2 separate regions of the Mus musculus genome follow, and region 2 is linked to region 1. The links are chromatin contacts, called in public promoter capture Hi-C maps. All regions are on one chromosome and are shown on one strand. Each heading gives the region's core, a stretch centred on a gene start, on an enhancer-like site or on the middle of the called end of the contact. The rest is flanking DNA. Distances are from core to core; before and after follow the strand shown.

What was found. Promoter capture Hi-C pulls out the DNA fragments that hold promoters and counts their contacts.
Region 2: a promoter capture Hi-C map of pre-B cells shows a contact between it and region 1. The contact joins the promoter of Arl5b here to the promoter of Nmt2 in region 1. A contact is called at or near these places in 1 of 39 promoter capture datasets (pre-B cells) and 1 of 484 Hi-C or Micro-C datasets (regulatory T cells).

What each region holds. Positions count from the first base shown.
Region 1 is chr2:3,282,826-3,288,835 of GRCm38.p6, forward strand. Nmt2 (N-myristoyltransferase 2) reads left to right here and starts at 1,387. Exons shown (of 14, transcript NM_008708.2): 1 at 1,387-1,581. The coding sequence starts at 1,472.
Region 2 is chr2:15,053,660-15,059,752 of GRCm38.p6, forward strand. It overlaps Arl5b (ADP-ribosylation factor-like 5B), which reads left to right and starts at 1,661. Exons shown (of 6, transcript NM_029466.5): 1 at 1,661-1,915. The coding sequence starts at 1,870. It also overlaps a transcript of Nsun6 not described here.

The DNA.
Region 1 (6,010 bases), core at 137-2,636:
AAAATCCCTGTCTCTGGAATGCAACCGAGTGCCTGCTGTGGGAAGTATTTAACAGCAATATGGATTTCACCTTTGCCTTATCTGGTACACCCAGGAGATTCTCTTTCCTCTATCCCCCAGTCCTTTATTTTCCCTGAGAGGAGTCTGTTGTTGCTCAAGATGTCCTTGAACTCTGTATGCAGTGGATGCTGGCCTCAAAGAACTCCTCATTTTGACCTCCGGGACTTTTTACATCCAGGACTGCTGGGATAACAGGCATGGGCCACCATGCTTGGCTTTCTTCCTCTCCTGTTTCCTGATGGAGGACGATTTCAACACTGCCCATACAGGTTTCCTTGGTGGTCTAGGTCATGACCTTCACTTAGGAGAGAGCCGACAGACTTGCCTAAAACGACCCAATCCCCCTAATCTGGGTGTCTTCATGTTTCACAAAATGTTCATTCTGTTCTCAGCCGAACCCATCTAGACAAAAACATGCAAGCAAAAGAAAAAAACCAACCAAACAAACAAAAACCCCAGTCAACCAAACAAAAACCAACTCCAGTCATTTTCTGTTGAGGACTCTGAGGCTGCTTGCAGCGGGGAGGTGGGGAGGGCGGAGCTTTGGCTCGATAAGCATTAGATACTAAAATGTGAAATGGAAAATTTTGAAGAACATGTGGAAGAGGAGGCAGGGAGAGCTTTAGGGAATCGCAGGCCTGAGTGAAAAAAAAAATCCCTGCAGAAGTCGAGAGCGCTGAGGCACACAGACATATAGAATCTGTAGGCAGTGGTCGCAAAGGCTGCCGCGCAGCCCTGCAATCCAGCCTGCAGTGACCAGGTCTAGCCTTGGAGCCACAAACGCATCCTCATTCAGGCCACGCCCCAAGCCCAAAAGCCTCGGCCTCCGGCTCCCGCTCCGGCTCCACCATTCCCCCACCGCCCCACCTCACAGCTTTAGACTGAGGAAGGGCCGGCCTCGTGCTTTCGCCCTTCTGCTGGCTGAGGTGGGCGGGGCCGTGCCCGCTGAGGAGGCCCGAGCGGGCGAGCGAGGTGGGCGGGGCAGTGCTGGCGGAGTGGAGCCGAAGCGGAAGGCGAGGTGGGCGGAGCCTCGCTAGCCCAGGCGGAAACGGGACCACGAGAGGAGCCGGTCTTCACCCGCTAAAATAGGCGGAAGTGGGAAGGCGAGGTAGGCGGGGCCTCGACTGCCTAAGTGGGAGAACTGATGAAGTGGGCGGGTGTAGGCACGCAATGTGGGCGGGGCCCGCCCTGACTGAGGCGGGCGGGACTGCATAGACAGGCGGGAGCCTCAAGGGAGTGGGCGGGGCCGGGCCGGCTGTGATGGGCGTGACCGGGGGGTGGGCGGGGCCGCAGACTCGAGACTCGGTGCCCGAGGGTGGGCGGCACTAGAGGGAGCTGCGGCCGCGCCCGCCCTGTCGCGCCTTGCTTGCTGCTCGGAGCGCCGCCTCCCCAGCCGTTCGGAGCCGCCGCGATGGCGGAGGACAGCGAGTCTGCGGCCAGCCAGCAGAGCCTAGAGCTGGACGACCAGGACACGTGCGGAATAGACGGAGACAATGAGGAGGAGACCGAACACGCCAAAGGGTAGGAGGTGGCGCGCGGGCGCGACAGGGCGGGGACCGCGCGCACCTCAGGGCTCCCGCGCCCGCTCGTGGCGTGCGGGAGCCCCTAGACCGGAGGCTCCGTTTGGCGGTGTCCTCATCCCGAGACCATTGTGAGGTGCAGGTCTCCCAGCTCTCGGGGAGCACGCAGTGGTGGGCGAGGGCTGAGGTGGGCGGGGAGACTGCGACTCGGGCCCGGGAACCCGCGACGCGACAGTCACCTGCCGCGCGCCCCCGCTGGCTTGGCCTCACCCTACCACGGCGAGTGGTTCGGGTGGGAACTTAGCAAGGACGCAAGGCCCTTCCCTTTGCGGTGGCGGCGTCTTGGACCGGCGAGGCGAGGGAGATGCAAGTCGTTCCACTTGTGCCTTGGCATCCTTCTAGTTCTTTCGCGCCCCCCCCCCCCAGCCGCCACTAACCCCCTGTAGAGAGGAAACCCGCAGAGCCGGCGGTGGGGGTGGGATAGGGATGCGCCTCTGGCGGTCTCGGCTGCTGGCGACGAACTGCGCAAAGTTCTGCCTCCCAGGCCGGGAAAGGGGCGCCGAGACCGGGAGAGGGGGAGGGAGACAGGTCTCAGCCGACGCCTGAGGGCGTTCAGCTTTGCGGCCTCTGAGCGTGCCCTCAGAGCTTTCTAGAGCAGAGCTGACGGGTGAACGGAGTTCCCGCGGCCCCGACCTTGCCCCTCCTGCAAAACTGGTGTCTGATCTCCAAAGCCAAATGCACCAAGTACTTTAACATTTGATCGGTTTCTCAATCTATGCTGCCCTCTTTTCTCCCCTACAGACTTGATTTTTTTTTCTTCGAGAAAAGACTGCTTCTGGTTAAGGCTGGTATTGAAGTTCTGTTTTAGAGGCGGGGTTTGGAGGATCATTTTAAATAAAGACCGGTGTCCCTTTGTAGGTGCTGTTTGCCTCAGCCTTTTACCCTGTTGGATTCAAACTATGCGCTGGCACAGACTGTTACTGCTGCCCCTTAGAAGTGAGATTCTGCGAACCATGGTGACTGGAGAAGTGGGTCAGCCTAAAAACACGATAGGGAAGCCTGAGTCACAGATGGCTTATTTATTCAGTTCATGGAGAGTCTTTAAAGTATTTGTATTTTATTTCAACGTTTACTTTAAGCTTTAAGAAAGGAGGCTGTATTGATCTTGAATACGTTATCAGATATTAAATGACAAATGTCAAAAAAGAAAAGCTGACTACATATATCTCCCTTTGGCATGTTGCTTTTTAAGGTTTTCAGCGAACAGTTCAGTGGCAGCTGCAAGTACTGAATGTTATCATTCAAGTCTAGATTTTTTTTAAGCCCAGAGAGGCAATTCTTCAGAAATCTTAGCCTGAGTTCTGTTTATGAGTAATAGAAATTTGCCTGTGATAGCTAAATATGAGTGTATTTTTGAAACACTAGCCGTCTTGCCAGAAGTGGGTCCATATGCACGCCAGTGGATAGATAACTCAAGGAACTTCAGCACCCGTAGGTTATCTTTCTGGGGAGACCCTGGACTTATCTCTCTTCAAGTTATATTGTTCTGTGTGATTGGTATGCTAGGGTGGGGGTTTAAATCAAGCTTCCTTCCTTACAAAGTCCAGGATACCCTTGGTACAAAGACATACTCTTCTCTGCAACCACTGATCTGGAATTGTTTGATGCCTTGCTATAGGTAGGCTGTTTGAAGTTCCCATAAGAGCATCCACAGGCATTTTGGGCCCAGTTAAGAGGTTTCCAGATTTATTACACATCAGCACATTAATTATATATTAGGATGCTTAATCAAAATTTAGAGCTGCCCAGTAGATTGGGCTGTTTTAACCAAGAGTAGGCAACATGATAACTTATAGTTTAAAAAATTAATATAATGGAGTAATTGTTATATATTAAAGTATAGAGAGATTAGCAAAACCGAAGTAACTGTTCTGCTCTGTTGAACTGCTTTCCTCTTTTGATTTCAATTTAGACAGTACAATTTAAGGAAGTCGTTCTGTTTTATTTGGCTCATGAATTGATAGTGCTCCATAGAAACCCAAGTTTTCTTTAAGTAGCTAAAGTTTATCAGTGTTAAAATATAGAAAACTTTTCCTTCCTTACTTGGCCTCTTCATTCTCCACTAGTTTAAATAAACAACAAATAAAGAGCCTCTGGAGAATGAACAGATAATGTTTTACCTCTAATAGGCAAAGTATTACTTCTGAGCCAATAGGCCATGGTCAGTACATGGAGCTGTAATTTGTTCAATAGCTCCCCTGTGGCTTGAAAGGATTAATATACACCCAACATTCAGTATAATGCATCTAGGAGTTATTCTAGCTTACTGTGTTGAAACTGTAGATACAAATAAAGGAAAAATACACAGTGAGATACCACTATGCTTTTGTTTTTGCAGAATTTTCTTCATTAGCTTTATATTTTATTTTATGGGTAATATTGAATGCCCATAAACAGAAGATGAGGTTTTGTGTTTAATTTAAAGCAATAGCATAAGTATTATAAAATACTTGAGTGTCATCTTTGTCATGGGAAGTGTGTACATCAACTCTTTGGTCCACCCAAGTATGGTAGCAGTATACCACTCTAAAAGTTACATGCATTCTCAAAGCATTGATGAACAAGGAGATTGGCAGTTTTAAGTAGTGAGATGATAGCTCAGACAATGTAGTTTTATTATTTTCAAATAAAATATGGACAATTAGAAGTAAGATAATTGAGGATTTCCTAAAAAGATCCCTTCAGTGACTTGCCTTACCACCTGATTCGTGGAGCTTGAGGAAACTTGAAAACTTTGAGGCCAATGAAAAGTCCAAATGACTGAAGCTATCATTCCTTTGCTGGGTGGCAGTGGGGAGAGGTTGTCTCCAGGATGACTCTGCTAGGAACTTGCCTACCCCAGTGTGAGGCTGCAGAGGTAATTCAGGGTCTTTAATATGGACTATTCTACTCAGTCTTGATTTGTTCTGCCTTCTCAGTTTCTGAAGGGATTTGGAAAAACTGTTGAAGATGGCCACAATGTTAAGTCTACTTAAACCCAAGGTCTTCTTGCCCTATTAAGGAATGTTTTCTCCACTTGTAAACTACATCCTAGAGGACTCCTTAGCTTCATCCTATGAAAATCAGCTTTTTAATCACTGTGACAATTACATGGGAAAAACAGTTTAAAGAATGAAAGATTGATTTTTTTTTTTTTTTGGACACACAATTTCAGGGCTTTCTGGCTGTGGTCCGTTAGTTCAGTTTTGTGACTGGTGGGGCAGAAGCCCAGCATAGAATGACTTAAGGAATACGATTGCTCACCTTGTGGCAATCAGAAATTGGGGGTGGAGGTGGTACAGGAATGTACTTTCCTGGTAGAGGAGTTGCCCACTATGCATATCTATCTGGCTTTATTTAATCCCTGATACCACAAAAAATTTAGTTAAATGTGGTGGCTGTAATCCTGGCCTTTGGAAGCTGAGGAAAACCTTGCGTTTAAGTCATAGCCAGCATTGTCTCAAAAAAAAAAAAAAAAAAAGCTTGAGACAAGAGGCCCATTGGACACGCAAAATTTATATGCCCCAGTACAGGGGAACGCCAGGGCCAAAAAGGGGGAGTGGGTAGGTAGGGGAGTGGGGGTGGGTGGGTATGGGGGACTTTTGGTATAGCATTGGAAATGTAAATGAGCTAAATACCTAATAAAAAATTAAAAAAAAAAGCTTGAGACAAAATAATAAAAGGTTTTATATTGATTTAGAGTTCTTTGGGTATATTCCCAAGAGTGGCATAACTGATTCATAAAATAGTTGTTACTGGTTGTTGTTGTTGTTACTGTTACTGTTGTTATTATTATTGACCCTCTATACTGATTTCCATACTGGTTAGGATAATTTACATTTCTTCCACCAACAGACAACGGCTGCCTTTCCCCCACCATCCTAGTTACCATTTGTTGTGTTTACTCAGTAATATTATTAGGTAGTCTCTCAGACTGGGGATGAGATGGAATTTCAATGTTTTAATTGCTGTTTCCTAGTGGCCAAGAATGCTGAGCTGTATTTTTTGAATATTTATTAGCTGTTTGTATTTCATCTCTTGACAGCTGCCTGTTCATTTCCTTTGACCCTTTACTGACTAGATTGTTTGGTTCCTTGGTAATCTTTACAGAATCTAGATACTTCTGTCATATGTATAACTGGCAAAGAGTTTTCTTCCACCATGAGCTATCACTTCACTTGTGCAGAAGCCTTTTAATTCCATCAGTTCCGTTTGCCAACTCTTTCTAACATTTCCTGATACGTCTAGAAAGCATCTTCACCGGTATCTAAGTGCTTTCCTTATGCTTCCCTGTAGCAATTTTAAAGTTGCAGTCTCATATTAGGATTTGAATCGATCTCTTTTCCTGTAAAGTGAGAAGTACAGATCTAGTTTTGTTCTTTTATACTTGG
Region 2 (6,093 bases), core at 411-2,910, about 12 Mb after region 1:
TTTAGTACTTATATTTTGTTGGAGACATTTTAATGGGATTCTACTTCACTGAAAGTTGTCATTTCATAATATTTTCACGAAGTTATTCTTATCTCATGAACTCAAACTATATTCATTTTCAAGTGGCACCATGATACACATCAATATTACCTCTTGTATACCAAAGGCAACACTGAAATTAGTCTCAACAAAACCTTAAAGGGATATTTAAAGAAAAAGTATTTAGTTTTTGAGCTACATTTAAGACGCTTATGCTCAGATTTTTCTATTTTCATTACATTTCTGACAAGCATTACATATATATGTATATATAATGTATTATATATATACATACATATATAGTCAATACACATGTACAGTATAAACAAGTTCCATTTTTTCCTAACATCAGTACATGCATCAGCATTTATTAGTTTAGGCAATATTCAACTGTATTTGTGAGCATCTATCATTTGTTTCAGTCAGAGTAAGTTTCTTTTCCTTCAGGTTAGCAAAACTTTCAAATTTCTAAATTCTAACCTGAAAAGGGCGTTAGAGAATCTTAAGTCGGCTTTTTAATAATGAGGCCAAAAGTAGAAATGATAAGTTTGCGCAACCACAAACTCATTCAAATTTGTAGTCCAACGGATGATCATTAAAGCTATGTTTGAACAGGATCAGTACAACTTTTCCTCTGTAGGAGAGGCTGGAGCTATGGTTTAGTATCAAGAAGTTGTTGTGATCTTGTACCCGAGTTTTCAAGTCTTCACTGTCCTTTGAAGTGTAGCACTAGCAGGGCATCTTTTTTTTGTTTGTTTTGTTTTTCGAGACAGGGTTTCTCTGTGTAGCCCTGGCTGTCCTGGAACTCACTCTGTAGAACAGGCTGGCCTTGAATTCAAGAAATCCGCGTGCTTCTGCCTCCCGAGTGCTGGGATTAAAGGTGTGCGCCACCACGCCCGGCCACTAGCAGGGCATCTTAAGCTATACTCATTTGTTTTATTTGGAATAGGTCATGGGACAGTTTACCTTGTTACAAGGTCAGGCTGGCAGGCTTCTTCTCTGGTTATGTGGGGCCCGCCAGGTGGCCTCAAGGACTAGTCTGGCCTATGAAGTTTCCAGTTTCAACTGGTAAGGATTTTGAGATTAACTACCACACCTAACGCTTGGCCAAACTGATGGCACTTTGATTTTAGAAACTTAACTGGACCCTGGCTACAGGCATTCCAGCACGCACGTCCCTATCAATTCCATTCAGAATTAAGAATCACGCTAGAATCCCAACACTGGGACAGGAACGGAAACCCACTCCTCCGCTTCAGTCAGAGGACCGCGCCAGCTGAGGTTCCTCAGGCGGTCAGCAGCGAGGGACGCGGTGGCCAGGCCTCGGGGATGACCGCTGCTCTGGACCTCAGTCCGCGTTTCTTCAGAGTGGCAGGAGAGGGAGCGCGCGCCGAGGAAATCCCCAGATCGGCCACACCCCGCCTCCGCAGACGCCAAGCCCGCCCACCATCCGCACACCGGAAGTGTACAGGGAGGACCCGCCACGTCCCAGGCGCCCGCTGACGTCAGCGCGCCGACGTCACGTGCCGACCTTCCGGCGATGGGTGGTCCCGGGCGTAGGTGGGGAGGCGGGGCGGGGGCGGGGCTCGTGGCCAGCCCAGGCTGTGCAGGGTAGGTGGGCGCAGACCGAGCGACTACGGGTCGGGGCTGGGCTCAGCGCGCTGCGAACAAAGGAGTCTGCGGCGGTTCCCGGCTCCGCGGAGGACCAAAGCTTCGCTGGACTCTTGAGGCTCCGCGGCTCCGGATCGGCTTCCCCTCGGTTCCACCGCGGGCGCCGCGGCACCTGCCGCCGAGTGCTGCCCAGGAAGTCTGTCCCGTCCGGGGCTCATGATGGGGCTGATCTTCGCTAAACTGTGGAGCCTTTTTTGTAACCAAGGTGAGGCCGGCGGGAGGGTGGACGCGGCGCTGGCAAGTCCAGATTGAGATCTGGATAGGGTTCGGGGTAGAACTCGGATCTGGGGACCCGGAGCCCGGGCAGGGGACGCACCCGATGGCCAGGAATCCCACGCGTGTGCAGCTTTTAGCCAACCAAGGTGAAAACATATTCCTGCAATCTGTTTGCGGGCCTTTCCGGTCTCAGCGAACCATCTTTTAGGTCTGATTAGCCCCAAGAAAGTGTCTCCCCGAGAACCCAAAACTTTCCGTTTGTTTAACACGAAACAGGAGTTTTGCACTGTTTACCTTCCTCTTGTCTATGCCAATGCACCTTCACGTTGTCTGACTTGGCTCTGATTTCTGTTCGTCAAGACTTAGAATGAGTGAGTATTCAGGTGCACGGGTTTCTGAAATTTTTACACATACACACAGCTTCCCCTCCTCCCCGTAGGCGTGAAAAAAAAAATCTAAATGCTCTCGGTTATGTGTAAGATGTTACGTGGCCGTAATTATTCTAGAACAGGTCATGAATTACCTAGAAGTTGTAAAACCTGTTCCGAGGCAGAATAAGCAATGCTGTCTTGAGAAGAGTCACTACTAGACAGAAAGGGGTCCAATGATAAAGTCTTCGTCTTTCTTGTAACAGAATGGTTTCTGAGTATTAAGACCAAATTTTGTTCCCATTTGTTTCATTTTGTAGGGCATGATTTATAAACTACTTTTGTTTTTATGAAGGTACCAAGTCTTTGCCATTATTAAGGTCCTTTGTTTTGTGGATTTAAACCGTGAAATCATTTTGAATGGCATTAATTCACTTGTTCTGAACGCTGATTTTTAAAAAGCCCCTTTCAAGCTTATGAATACATGCAAGCACACTGGCACATGTGTGTGTATGCAAGTACCACAGATAAATACTCCCTTTTAAGTGACTTTGGAGTGTCCAAACTGAAGCTCCCGGCGATGTTTCTCAGTAATGTCATGCACTATTTTTCAGCAACTTAACATTTTCTAATGATTGTAAAAGTACTATGTCAAGAACAATTTCAACATATAATTAAATATATATTGATTACACAATTAAATTTGTGTAAATAAAAATGAATTACGCAATATTACCTTTTATCAACCCCCCCCCCCCCACACACACACCTTAGCAATAAAAATGATCAGAGTGTTGGTTCTCCCTTTATAGTAGGTTATTGCTGCTATCCCTGTTCATTAGAGGATTCCGTATTCAGACTGGAATGGGGCTGGGGAGATGAAAAGGGCAGTCATTGAAGATGATGGAAGCCTTCATGTGCCCTGTGCCTGCCTTTACATAATTGTTTGGTTTTTCTAGAGCCATCTTAGAATTTCTTTATCTTTCCTGCTGAAATGTAGAGACAGGTGCTTGTATCACTGTGTTCTCTGTGCTCATGATTAATTTCTTCTAGTGGGAAAACCAGTCCTTCAGATTAGACCCAGTTAGCTACAGAGATCCAGAACAGAATCTGTGCTCATAGAACACTCAAGAGTTAGTGTAGGAAATTGTTTGCCGAAATGTGCAGACATTTGTAAGTGTGGACTGATGGTGCCAGGGAGTGATCCTTCTCAGGTGGTTTGCAGAAGCCTTTCAGGGTAAGGTGTACACAGACTCAATGAGGAATAGGAGTTTGGGTTGAATGTAGACAGAGTAGAATCCGGCATATTGGTGTAGGCAGATGAACTGCTGCTTGAAAAGAGGTACGTTGGATACACTTAAAGAAATTGAACATGGTTTAATTACTGTTTGTTTGATGAGATTGCAGAAGTAACCAGGAAATTAGATCACCAAGGGTCTTTCTTACATGCTGACCAAGGCAGTAAGCAGTAGGGACCCATGAAGGGTTTGGTCATTAGGTATTTTCCTGATGGGGAATAATGAGATCGGACTCATACAATAGTCTGGAATTTTTGTTTTCTGTAGCAACAAATTAAGTACCAGTGTTGGCATCTTTCTCACCATTGCTCATTTCAGTTATTCAATGGTGCCCAGGTAGAGTTAGCATTGGAATAATATGTCCAAGTCTTCACTCTACCTGTTAAGTGAGAGTGAGGTGGTCTGGAAGCCAGTGGGGTGATGGTTGTCAGAGAACTGACAGCAACCTACAGGCTCTTTCCCTTATCTGTCATTCAGTATGTCCTCACTCTTGCCTCAGTTTTTTAAAGAGCTCTAAGCATCCTTTTATGTGTGATATCTTCCTGGGGATAAGTTACAAAGCTCTGCATTGTCTAATGGAACTTTGTAGTCTTTCATTTTGTAATAGAAGGCTGATAAATTATCACAGGTGGAGCTAACCTATGGTTGTCCGTGTGTTCTTTTTTTTGTTTTTGTTCTTGTTGTTTTTTTTTGTTTTTGTTTTCTCGAAACAGGGTTTCTCTGTGTAGCCCTGGCTGTCCTGGAACTCACTCTGTAGACCAGGCTGGCCTCGAAGTCAGAAATCCACCTGCCTCTGCCTCCTGAGTGCTGGGACTAAAGTCATGCGCCACCAATGCCCGGCACCATGTGTTCTTATAGAATACTTGCTTGCCTATATGGGGACTGCGTGTTTTGGCTCTCCTCTTAACGCTTCCAAGATTTCTTATTTTTTCCTTTTTTTTTTTAAACTTGATTTTTAAAAGTTCTCTACCTTGCATTGGCCTGGTCTTTATCTCTCTTTGTTGTGACTGTATACACTATCGGTCAGCTTTTCTCTTCGACAGAAGGACAGATGACATAAAGCTTTAATTGTAGTTCATTTTCACAACCAAAAATCAGCAACTTATTTATTCTGGCACCTAAATCATTTCTTCCTCACAGCAGATTTTTTGTTGTCCCCTGGGGCCCTCTCAGCTGTTGATGAGTATAACTTTGCCTGCTGGCTGTTGTCTTAATCGTTTCCTTTGGACTAATTCTGCTCTTAATTCAAGGCTTTTGCTGATTTCCTAGGCATCCAACAAAACCTGTGCCCTGTCCCCTAGAGTGTGTTTGTTCCCTACTTTTGAAAAGTCCGTCCTTGATTTCCTTCAGATTTCCGATCCAGACTCACTAGGTAGAGTCGTTTTTTCCATAGATGCCCAGGAGCAGCTTTTGCCCTAGTACCAACTCTCTGTGTAATTGCTGGTATCTGGGTAATGCTTATCTCTGTTTATAGTTGTATTGTAAATTTCTTGGTCATTTGACTCACTCAGTAGAAATAATCTCCTTGAGGTGTGAACTTTTTTTATTCACTGCTTTATTCACAGTATCTGGCAAAATGTTTTTATTCCACGTGCTAGGTCTTGGCTTTATTTTATTCAGCATAAAGTGCTGTACCACAGTAACATATGCATTCTACTTTATCATACAGCTCGCTGGGAATTTGAGCCATGATCATCTATCCCTCTGACAGGAGGAGGAGACAGTTACATGCCTCTTTTTTCCTCCCTGCATAGCAGTGCTTCGGACCTTCGGTTTGTTCTCCACTGAGTTTTCATTAGTGTGATATTAAAATTTGGTTCTGTGGAGCCAGTTTGCTCTAATTGTCTTACTGCTTTCCCTTCATTTTGTTCCTAGAGTAAAAATGGCATCGTCTTGGTTTTCTTTGTGCATTGGCTGAGAGGTTTTGTAGGCCTAAGCTCGGCTCTTTAACAGTTTTTCCATCTTGCACCTAGCAGATGCTGTGTCTTTTTCCTCCTTTTGGAATTCTTAGTACATAGCTGTTCCGGGTTTCTCTTTGTTAACATTTTCTGTACTTATCTCTCCCTTTAAAAGTATACAAATTCAGGCAAGCACAGTGGTGCACACCTTTAATCCCAGCACTTGGGAGGCTGGGTTAGCCAGATCTGTGTGAGTTTCAAAGCCAATTTGGTCTACATTGTGAGTTACAGGACAGCCAAGGCTATGTAGACAGACCCTCTCTCAAACAAACAAAAGAAAAGTATAAAAACCCCAAACAAACAACAACAAAAATGATACAAATTATTGAAAAGATGCCATGGAGGTATCTATAGAGCTTGGTGTGGTGGCGCACACCTTTACAGTCCCAGCATTCAGGAGGCAGAGACTGGCAGATCTATTGGAGTACAAAGCCAGCCTGGGTCTACATACTGAGTTATGTAAAGGACAGCTAGGGCTATGGAGAGAGTCTGTGTCCCACCCCCAAAAGGGACATCTATAAATTATATTTTTTTTATTTCAAA